Regions from separate parts of the Mus musculus genome. Here region 1 is linked to region 2. The links are chromatin contacts, called in public Micro-C maps. All regions are on one chromosome and are shown on one strand. Each heading gives the region's core, a stretch centred on a gene start, on an enhancer-like site or on the middle of the called end of the contact. The rest is flanking DNA. Distances are from core to core; before and after follow the strand shown.

The links. Hi-C and Micro-C count contacts between places; a contact is called where the count stands out from the background.
Region 1: a contact with region 2 is called in a Micro-C map of embryonic stem cells, with 3 times the contacts expected there. The contact joins the promoter of Pbx3 here to the promoter of Ralgps1 in region 2. A contact is called at or near these places in 1 of 484 Hi-C or Micro-C datasets (embryonic stem cells) and 1 of 115 datasets of contacts at active chromatin or transcription factors (thymic regulatory T cells).

Annotation. Positions count from the first base shown.
Region 1 is chr2:34,368,056-34,374,145 of GRCm38.p6, reverse strand. It overlaps Pbx3 (pre B cell leukemia homeobox 3), which reads left to right and starts at 2,101. Exons shown (of 9, transcript NM_016768.2): 1 at 2,101-2,425; 2 at 3,249-3,322. The coding sequence starts at 2,226.
Region 2 is chr2:33,367,914-33,373,239 of GRCm38.p6, reverse strand. It overlaps Ralgps1 (Ral GEF with PH domain and SH3 binding motif 1), which reads left to right and starts at 1,746. Exons shown (of 20, transcript NM_175211.5): 1 at 1,746-1,970.

The DNA of each region.
Region 1 (6,090 bases), core at 852-3,351, 1.0 Mb before region 2:
AGTTGGTAAGCCTTGTAGCTTGCCTGGCCTGTGAGTTTGGCTGTTAGCTTTGCAGTGGGGAGTATTTAAAATCACACTCAACATACGAAGGAAAGAACCTGGAACTGAGTAGCCTGCTTTATTCCAAGACTCCATCTGGCATTTAAAGAACTGCTTGTCCTACATTCAACCCTGCAGAGTAACAGCCATTTTTCATCTCCTCACACCTCTATTTTTAGTTTCAGGTAAGATCGCTTATTGAGTCTGAGAAAGGAACGTTTAGAGGTAAGAGCCACCAGTTAAACACTTAACCTAGGGTCATCTCCATGGGTTTAAAATGAGATCATGTTGAATCCTCAGCCTGAGAGATGAGGACAAGATCAGCCTCAAGACTCCACCGGAGGTGTAGGTGCGGATTCCAACACCGTTTAAGTCTTTAGTCTCTCTTGGGCAGAAGTATAATGGATGAAGAGGTGTTACAGGTATGTAAATCTGTTAGGTGAAGTTGACTACAGCCGAAGGGGTCAATTTGTCAGTCCAGTCCATTTCTAAACAAACTTGTCTGTAAGACTATTGTCTCGCTCTCCGCAGGTTCCGCACACCTGCCAGGGTAGTCCCCGGATCTCCAGGACTCGTCGAGTGTGCAAAGCGCAGTTAGCTTAGAAAATAGTCCTGGATTTCACTCTCTCCAGGTGACATGTTTCTGTGACCTTTCCATTTGCTAGCTTTTCAGAGAAGAGCTCTGTCCATGCGAAACCACAGGCTCCCATTCTAACTGGTCACTCCTTGAGGGACAGACAGCGCAAGGCCCTACTGCCAGCGCTAACTCCTTGTGCTGAGTTCGGGTTACCATAGCGACCGTGGGACGGGCAGGGCTTTTAGACCCTTTTCCCGGTCTCAGCCCAGGACTTTCGAACGCTCCAATTGGGACAACCCTTTCTTGGCTCTGTCCCGCCTCGTTCGGCGCTGAGCGCAATGCGATTGGCCCTGTGCTTGAGGCCTTGTGCCCAGAGGGTACCACCTCTTGATATGAAGAGCGGGAAAGTATCCCAGGCACTGTCCGAGGCGTGAAGCTCATCTCATGCAATGGGGGACCACGCTGTCGGCTACGGGTACACTTTATTCGGTCCTATATAACACCTCTAAGTCCCCAACTGCTAATAATAGGGAAGGAGCAGGATCCGGGGACAACACTTTGCTGGCTGGACTGACCGACCATCTGTGGAGTGCCGGCGCGAGTAGCCCATAAGGCTCCCGGGCTGGCTCTCAGGCACCCCACAGCAGAGGCCAGAGGGGACGGGCTGCGTTCTAGGGGCGGGGCCAGTGGCGGCGGCGGGAGGCGCAAAGCCCAATGAGAGAAGGCTCCGCCTCCGGAGGCGGGGCATCCGGGGCGCTCCCCCGCCCTTCAGCTCTCCCTGCCCCTCCCCCCGCGGGCGCCGGGGCCGCAGTGAGTGAGTGGCACTGGCAGCCTGTCAATCCCTCAGCCGAGCGGCCTTCGAGCCCGGTCCACAGCGGCTGCTGACTGGGTGCGCGGCACCGGAGGTGGCGGCGGCGAGTTCTCCCGCCTCATCAATCTGCTGTCCGCCCGGCGTGCGGCCCGCCGGGGCCCTCCACCGGGCTCCGTGTCCCCGCCGCGCCGGCCCGCCCGCTCCCAAACTTTCCTCCTCCGCCCCTCTCGCTCCCCGCGGCCCGCCCGTCGGCCTCCTTCTCCTCCTCCTCCGCAGCCCGCCGCCGCCGCCGCCGCTCCCTCCCTCGGGGCCGCCGGTGCTCCGATCCCGCCCGGTTGAGGCGGCGGCGGCGGCGGCAGGCGGCTGAGGGAGGGGACCGTTCTGGCTGGCGCGGGCGGCGGCGGCCGCGGCGTCCCGGCAACTCGGCTGGCGCTGAGGACCAAGTTGTGCGGGGCCGCCCGGCGCGGCGAGGGGCGCTGAGGAGGCAGCGCGGCGGCCGCGTGAGGGCAGCGGGCACCACCGCCTCCGCCTCCGCCGGCGAGCGCGCCGCTTCCGCCCGCCGCTGTCCTCAGTCTCCTCCGCGGCGGAAGCCGGAGCCGGACGCCGGTCCGCGTCCCCTCAGTCGCGGGCCGCGCCGGGCCAGGCCGCCCCCTCCCGCGCGGGCGGGGAGCGCGCGGCCGCCTCCCCCTCCCCCTCCCCCTCTTTCTTCTCCTCCCTCGCCGCCGCCGCCGCTGCCGCCGCCGCCGCCTCAGCCTTCGCCTCCGCCGCCGCCGCCCGCTCCCGCCCGCGCGCGGCGGGATGGACGATCAATCCAGGATGCTGCAGACTCTGGCCGGGGTGAACCTGGCCGGCCACTCGGTCCAGGGGGGTATGGCTCTGCCGCCTCCCCCTCACGGCCACGAAGGGGCGGACGGCGACGGCAGGAAGCAGGACATCGGCGACATCCTCCACCAGATCATGACCATCACCGACCAGAGCTTGGACGAGGCGCAAGCAAAGTTGGTGTCGTCTCATTAAGCATCTTTTGTGTGTGTACGGGAGCCGGGCTCGGGTCCCGGCTGGCTCCCGGGACCCGGGCCTCAGTTGCGGGCGGGAACTTTCTCCGCCCGCCGGGCACTTGCTGTGTCCCCCATCGCGCGGGCAAAGTTGCTCGCCGGGCTCGGGACAAACTCGATCATTGCTTCGTCCGTGCCCTGCTGCCCGCCCCCCTCCCCAGATTTAAACCTCCCGCTCGGACCCCAGCGCGCTCCGCGTCCCAGCCGGGTCCGTGGCCGCACCGCAGGGAAGTGCAACTTTCTCCGCCTGCCCAGACTCCGGGCACCCACTCCCCTCGGCCCAGTCCGGGGTGACCGGCTGCTTCCCCGCACAACCCTGTGCGGGAGCGCCAAGTTCTCTAGAGGGAGGGCCGCTTGGCAAACTTTGCGGAGCTGTCACCCGCTGATTATTAGCCGCCCGCTGGCCGCTGCGCCCGCTCCTCTTGTGGAGCTTGGGCGTTGGGGTTCCCTCCGCTCCGGTCTGGTCCCTTGGGTCCCGCCGCGGCCCCCGGAGCGGAGCCTCATGCACGGGTCACTCCTGTGTACGCCGAGGCTTCTGTCGAGCCAGCAGATGGGTCACGCTGCTATCGGGCTGGAGCTCTCAGCCGCTAGAGCTTGCCGCCAGTTGCGAACTAGTAAACTTGAGTTTTTGTTGACTTCCCGTGGTTCAAAGGAGCTTTTCCAAACTGGGGGCCGGTTTTAAATCTTGGGTCTAACTTAAAGGAAGGCGCCATATTATTCCAATAGGTGATGCTAATACCTTTGTGTTTTGCTATTTGTTTTTTAGGAAACATGCTCTGAACTGTCACAGAATGAAACCGGCGCTCTTCAGCGTCTTGTGTGAGATCAAAGAGAAAACAGGTAAGACTCTGCTGCTCACAGTGGGCCTGGAGACCCCCGAGGTGGGGTCAGATCTACTCCTTCGACTCTCCAGTTGAGAGCTGCTGCTTTTGGGCACCGCCATCTTTGATCATTCTTTGCTTCCCACCTCCTGATCTTGAGAAAAAAAAAACAAACCTGCAATAAATCTGGAGTCTATTTCTCAATTCTGCTTTGGTACTAAATGAAGTGTATATGAGAATGGAGCTGGGTCGCAGTTCCCTAGGAGGTAGTCCCTGGTTTCAGTCGGGGAGGGGGCTCTAGCTAGTTGCCCTCTCCTATCTCTTTTTGCCTGTGTAGCATTTTTTAAAAGGAGCGGTGGGAGACTGGATGCCAGGGACCGGTTCCCCTGGAGAGGCGTCACTAGAACTTTGTTTTACTTAGACAGTTTTAAGCTTCGGTTCTACTGGTAGAAGTCACAACCGAACACACCTCAGTAATACCCTGGACTTGGTGCTTTAGGTGGGAAGATTTTTAGGAATCCAGGAAGGAAAATCATGTGCTTAGGCATATACAATGTATCATGCCTATTAGTACTTCTATTATAGCCTCCGTCTTACAACTGCTACACTTGTAAAACTGAGCTTCAATGTATAAAGAAAGATGTCCACAGATCCTGATGAAACAAACATTCTGAAGTTCAGGGCAGGAGTAGGATAGGTTTGCAGAAGTGCTAGAATGAAAATTGCTGATACAGAGTAGGGAAAATTTTTGACAGTTCCTTATAGTTTAACTTTCTTGTCAGACTTTTTCTATTTAAGGTATTTTTACTCTTGACTTAAGGGTAAAGCTAAAGTGCATATATATACATATGTTTTACATGTTTTAGTTTGTGTTTAGTTATCTTTCCTGTATATGGTTAAAAAAAAAAACAACCCTCCATCAGTCAAGCTTTACCATTGATTGATTTATTTGTGGTTGTATGTGTTGGGTTGTATTGCTTTTTAAAGTTGCCCCTTTGTAAATTGAGGCAAAGAAGAAAAACAATCAAGTCCAGTATATTGCATTTTCCAACTAAGGCTGTTTTAATGTTTCAATGTTTGGCTGTCTTTGAGTTGATTTTACAAATAATAATATACTGCCTAGGACTGTTAGGCAGGAAGTTAAGTTATACTCTATTTAAACAGGTACTATTCATATTCCTAAAAGTAAGCCAGGGAAGATGATGGTTTATTGCTTTCTCTTAATGTATGTATGCTAAACCAGAGTTATTAGTAAATATTGAGAGCTTAAAGAAATAACCTTATTTGCTTTTCATTCATGCCATGATTTTTTTTAATGATTGTTTTTTGTTTTTTGGTGATACACTTTACATTTTGAAAACCAAGTCGTTTTAAATTATTGACTTATTATATATTGATTTTAACCACCTTTTGAGCACCTTATGATTTAAGATGTTAGATGATTTTAATCTAACTATAAAGATGTCCAGCATTGAACCTTGAAGGCTTTAATTTGGGTGAATAAAAGTATATACTCTTAGGACATTTATGTTGCTTAATTTCTAAGGGTTTTCTTGCTATCAGGGCTCCACTCCAGTTCGTGCTGACAGCTAAGCACTGGAATATTGACTGTGTTGTGAATATTAAGATTGATTCAATTTTATATGGCACTATATTACTAAAGAGAGGGAATTGATGCTCTTCTCTAGCAAGAACACCCTTCTTTATGATTTGTATTTATTTTCTGTCCCTTTATAGTTTTGGTCTAACCACACAGAACTACACAGCATTTCATGTTTGAACACTTATCAGCAGGAGAAATTCAATTAAGAAGTGTTAGTCTTCCAGTTGCTTATTTGCACAGGACTTAGTTACACCATTCTGAAAGGAAAGCGTAGTCAACGACATGTCAAAGGTGAGTTAGGAAAAGAAACAAGTCTTTTCAGAGTCTGGGATTATGGTCAGAGAGAGCTTTGGTAGGGCTATTGCTATTTAACAACCAGGAGAGAGCAGACAAAAGAAATTTCTGTGTTTTGAAAATTGTTTCTTGGGCTTTCAGTGATAACTTGTAAATTAGATCCTCTTTTTGTGCGTTGACCTGCGACCTAAGTTTGCAGGTTATCTTTTTTATAAAAAGCCAGCAGCCGACAGTGAAGGCGGCTGTCTGGGCAGAGGCATCCTCTTGCCTGCCTCTCTGAGCTCGAGAGGGATGGGATTTAAGTACTGAGTGATTGATGGGGTGAAGCTCTCTCTCTCTTCTCCTTTCTCCCCTACTATCCATAGCTCTGCCTCATGCTCTAAACCCAGTCTTAGAAGGAGACAGGATCGCTAGACTCAGCCCTCAATTTGAAATAAAACAGCTGTGTAGACATTAGTGTTACCAAAGCAGAGAAAGCTGGGCAGCACATTCCAGGGCCTATCCCTTGCCTGCTTTTGCAGCCCTGCTTTAGAGACATTATGAACTTAGAAAATAAGTGTTAGGGAATATGTGTATGCTACTTAATACTTTCTCTTTAAATAATTTTATTAATCTATTATCATAATACATAAGGATTAATTACCCACAGAAAGTTCATCTAGTCATTTGTGAATATAAATCAGGAATATTATGTGATGACTCTATTCTGCATAGTGAAGGGGAGGGAGGGGGCTGACAAGTTGTGAACTAAAGGGGTGGTGGGTGGGAACTGCCACTGTCAGTGGACAGTGTGATTTTAGTTTTGGTTTTCTTTTAAAATAAGACAAAATCATTAAAAAAAAAAAATCATGTCTTTGTAGAACTGCTGGTAGATTTTGAGGTTTCTGATC
Region 2 (5,326 bases), core at 497-2,996:
TTTTAAATTTATTTATTATTATATGCAAGTACACTGTAGCTGTCTTCAGACACACCAGAAGAGGGCAACAGATCCCATTACAGATGGTTGTGAACCACCATGTGGTTGCTGTGATTTGAACTCAGGATCTTTGGAAGAGCAGTCAGTGCATGTGCAGTGTATGTGCAGGTGATGCACACGCATGCAGAGGTGGCCAGAGGAGGATGTCAAGTGTCCTGCTTTATACTCTCCATCTTATCCCCATGAGATAGGGTCTCTCACTGAATCTGCTAGCCAGCAAGTCACAGCAAGTCTCCAGTTTCCATCCCCCAAATCCTAAGCATTAGGGTTACCTCTACAAGCACGTCCATTTTCTTTCTTTCTTTCTTTTTCTTTTTCTTTTTTTTTTTTTTTTTTTGGTTTTTCGAGACAGGGTTTCTCTGTGTAGCCCTGGCTATCCTGGAACTCACTTTGTAGACCAGGCTGGCCTCGAACTCAGAAATCCGCCTGCCTCTGTCTCCCAAGTGCTGGGATTAAAGGCGAGCGCCACCACCGCCTGGCTACGTCCATTTTCTTATGCGTGTCCTGAGCACTCCACTTTACGCTAGACCATCACTCCTAACTTTATAGCCATCTACCCAAGCTTCCTCAAGCTTGCGCTCAGCTCTCAGCCTCTCTGGATTCCAAATTTTCTAAAAGAATCCTCACACCATGCATCTCTTGTTTTATCTAAGGGAAACAGTTTAAGACTATCCTTCGGGCATCACTGTGTTCTTCATGCAAAATAGCAGACGTTTGCCTCAGAGATCCCCTATTCCCTCACCTCACTCTTAAAGTGGTTTAATTTCTGCTGATTCTCTTGTTTTCCTCTCCCTCTTCTTTTAAATAGTGCAGTATCTAAATCTTTCCATAAGCGACGCCATAGCAGCAAAAATTACGTTATCAAAATGATCTTGTCTACAAGTCCAAAGAGCATCCTACCCTCCTTTCTCTTGTAGGCGTAACAGAATTTTGCTGTGGTTCTGACTTTAGGGATTCACAGCCACCCACTGGCTTCCACGGTCTTTGTAACTTAGTATCTCTGCCTTTAAGCCAGATGATTTAAGCTCTACTCACTGCGTTTGCCTGGCCCAGCCATAAAAGGGTCTGGGTGCAGGGAGACAGCTTCCAGGCCCATTCTCCCTGCTTTGAACGCTATGGTCTTGGGCAAGACCCTCTTCAGGCCTAACTTTTACCTGTTGTGAAAACCATGGGTCAGTCTCAAGGACCTCGAAGTGTGTTATTGGATTGACTGTGATTGTCAATTTGACAGATTTAGAATCACATAAAGAAACCTAGGGATAGGTTTGTGAAGAATGGGACTAAGGTGATGATGTCTTGCTCACAAAGCCTTTTTTTTTTTTTTTTTTTTTTTTTTTTTTTTTGATGTTGTTGTTGAAAACGATAAACTCTAGGTAGGAATTTAAGAAGGACACTGGGTGAGGCCTGGAAGGATGTTTGTAGACTGAGTCTATTTCTAGGCAGGGGGTGGGCGTGGCGGGCGGCTGAGCCCGACGAGAACAGCAGAGCATCCTTGCAAGCCTGAGCGTCTGCAAGACCGAAGCGCAGGCCGCGGCTGGTGGGGTGGGGGGTGGGGGGGTGGGGGGAACGGGGACCGCTGCTGCAGCGGCTGCGCACTGGTGCAACCAGCCGGTTCATTTGCGTGTCTCCGCCCCTACGGCAAGCTGGTTGGAGAACCCTGGTATGGTGCCGCGCGCCGATTGGCTGAGCCGGCCGCCGCTCAGGCCCAGGAGTGGACGGTTCCTACTGCGGCTGGGCACCGGCTGGGCTCCCGCGTCGGCCTCGCGTTTCAAGCTTGCGCCTGGCTCAACCTCAATCCGGCCCCGGTCTCGGAACGAAGGCGCCGCTGCCGCTGGGCCTCTCGCAAGACCATGAAGAAGCGGTGGCAGCCACTGCGGCCCTCGTCAAGGTGACCAGCCCGGACTACAGCGGTGAGAGGAGCGGCTGGCGGGGCGGGGCCCTGGGCGCGAGCCGCTGCAGGTGCGGGGGGCGGAGGGGGGGGGAGAATGGGGGCGGGCGGGGCGGGATCCCCGGCCGGAGGGGGTGGGGCGGGGCCTCGGCTCGAGGGTGGGACCTCGGCTTGGGGTTGGAGGGGGGGGCGGGACCATGGCCAGCTCGGGTCCCAGGGACGCGAATGACAGCGTGTGGTTGTCGGGGAGATGGCGGAGCGGGGGGGGGGGGTGGTGGTGGTGGTGGTGGTGTTGGGGGGGAAAGGGCGCAGGTGCAGGAGGCGGGTCCCGCGGCCTGATGGATTGGGGGCGGAGCCTGGGCGCGAGGCGTGGGGTCTGGAGGGAGCTCAGGTCTCTGGGACCAGAAAGGGAACCTGTGTGTAGGTTAGCGGCGGGGAAAGGGCTCAGGTGCGAGGGGCGGGGCATGGGGTGGCAATGGGAGGGGCTGCAAGGAGAGTCTAGGGAAAAGCACAGGTGCAGTGGGCGGGGCTGGGGAAACCCTGTAGGGGCGGGGGCGGGGGGAGGCAGGGGGCGGGGCTGAGGATCATTGGCAGGTCCGGAAGCAGGGCTGCAGGTGAGGACTAGCCTGAGGGTGAGTGGGACCCTTTTTGGAGAAGGAAGAAGCTGCCCTCTCCGCCGCCGTCTTGGGGCTTTGGGTTTTCTGCAGGCTCTGGAGGCATCCATGGTTGTCTCTTGGAGGGGCAGGCCAGGGCAGCCTGTGTCTTTGCTGAGTCGTACAAGGATCGCAGCTGCCCTGGTTAATAGGCCGACTGCTTTCCTGAGCCAAACCGAGCCCTAAGTGGGCACACTGCCTTTGTTGTTGTTGTTGTTGTTTTTGTTTTACTCCCCTGTTGCTGTTGAAGGAGCTTGGCTGGATTTCGGGGTGGTTAGGTTTCATTGGTTGATCAGCTGTTGGAAAATGTGTGCTCTTCAAGAGTAGTCGTTGATGCTATGCTCGGAAGGGTTCTGGATCTCATGGTAGCAGATGCTCATGCAGATCTTCACAGTGCTGGTCTCAAAAAGATAGAAAAGGCAGCGTGGTGGGGGCGAAGAGGCGGAATGAGAACTTGGCTCTTTGGAGCTGGGACAGACACCTGGGAGTTATTTTTGCCTTTTTGTGTGTTTTGTTGTTGTCAAAGTGACCATCCCTGGTGCCTAATTGTGACCTTCCAGGGCCAGAGGGGAATTCCTTGTCAAGAGGTGAGTTAAGGTCTCTTTCTTGCCGGGCAGTGGTGGCGCACACCTTTAATCCCAGTACTTGGGAGGCAGAAGCAGGCAATTTCTGATTTCGAGGCTAGCCTGGTCTACAGAGTGAGTTCCAGGACAGCCAGGGCTACACAGAGAAACCCTGTCTCAAAAAAAAAAAAAAAACAAAACAAAACACACACACACACACACACACACAAAGAAAAAGAAAAAAGAAAAAAAGAAAAATAAAAGTCTCTTTCTCTTGAGAGTTTGAATCACATTTGTGTTGGGGAATTCCCTCCTCCAAACTAGAGGTGGTTTAGATTATGGTACTCCCTGTGCAGCCTTGGGCAGGAATGCAGCCTGGGGAGCCATGATGAATGGAAAGGGAAGCGTGTTTCCCTTGTTGGCTGACCTTTGGACCCCAGGTCCAGTGTGGATCTTAGCTGATGGGCTAGGCCTATAGTAGAGCCCATTGGAATACTCCCACTACCAACTTGATTCTGCCACGTTTCAGAAAGAAGACTTTAGGATGAAGAGCACGGCAGACCTTCATTAGGTATTTATGGAGACAGAAGGGAGAAATATGGTAGGGCCTCTGTGCTCCAGAAGTACCCTTTATCTGTGTGTGACCTTTGGGTGCCTTGTGTTTCCTCGAGAGTGCTTGGCTAATCTAACCTGACATGCTTTCACCCTGGGTTATATGGACTGAAGACAAGGTGCAGAAACTTCTTTGCTAGCTTGCATTTGCCTTCATTTTAGAAACGTGGGACTTTTGGGGGGACCAAATACCATGATGCTGGCTTCCCTTGCTACCATTGGCACTGGTGATTCAGAGCATCATGGGATGTTGCAGGGATAGGCTCCTGTTCCAGAAGCACTTGTGTGGCAGGTGCGAGGTCTAGAAGCAGCAGCGCGAGTTGTCCCATCCTGTCTTGGCAGAAGCTATGTGTCACCTAGGGACTTTCTCCTGTCCTTTGTGTTAAAACAAAGCTCCAAACCTGCATATCAGAAAATTAGATGGTTAGTTTTTTCCCTTCTTAAAAATATTTTTATTACATTTATGTGTATTTCTGTGCATGTAACAGTGTGCATGTGAGGGTCAGAGGATAACCTGTGGGAGTCTGTTCTCTGCTTCTACCGTATCGGGTTCTCAGGCTTGGAGGTAGGCACCTTTATAACCTCTGTTTATAACCTCTGAGCCCTTTCACTTGCCTCATAATTGACTTTATTTTTTTCATAGTTAGCTTTTTAATTTGTTATTAGGGCAACTGCATTCAGAGCTGAGAGAAAACTGCATAATAGAAAACTGTTGTGATCTGTCCCCAGCGTGTTCCTTACAGCTCTGGCTTGGTAAGCAGGCAGATTGGCTTGAAGCCTCCCACTGTTCCTTCTGCTGTATGACCTAACACCAGCTTTTTACTTTCTCAGAGTTTTGGTTTCCTTAGCTGTAAAAATGAAGAGCAAGCCTGATTTACCTTGTAAATTTGTTCTGAAGACACAACAAGCCATTTGAAGGTACTGCAATTCCATGGCACCCAGCACTGGAACCTTTCCCTCCCTGTCCCAGCCCCTGGCTGCCCAGCTTCCAACATTGGTTACACAGAACAGCATGTGGCACAAGGAGAGGAGGACCAGGAATTCTGAGGCCTTTGCCTCTTATATAACCTCAAATAAGTCTCCTTTTCTCTGCAGAGCTACGCTTTCTTAGCTGAGTGGAAGAGCGCTGGACAGTGTGATCCTTAGGAGGACTAACTCTGCCTTCTGATTGGCAAGCTGAAAATCTTAACATTTTTCAGAAAAGCAGGAAGGTGGAAGTCAGTGGCCCATGGTTTACTTTAAAAAAAAAATCTGTCTACAGGCTGAACAGGTGGCACAGTGGTTGGGACACTTGCTCCAGAGGACCTGAGTTTTCAGTTCACAGCACTCAACATCAGGCAGCTCACAACAGCCTGTTTCAGAAAATAAAACAGAGCAATATTGCTCCTTTTGGGCACCTGGTAGGAAGTTACCAAATCTTTGTTGAAGGAGCAGATGAAGGCTATTCTTTAGGAAATCAGTCTGGCTGACTGTCTCCCCTGCTCACAAGTCTGCTGTACCTTCAGCATATGTTTTGTCTGTTGCACAAGAATGTCACAGCCAGATGTGGT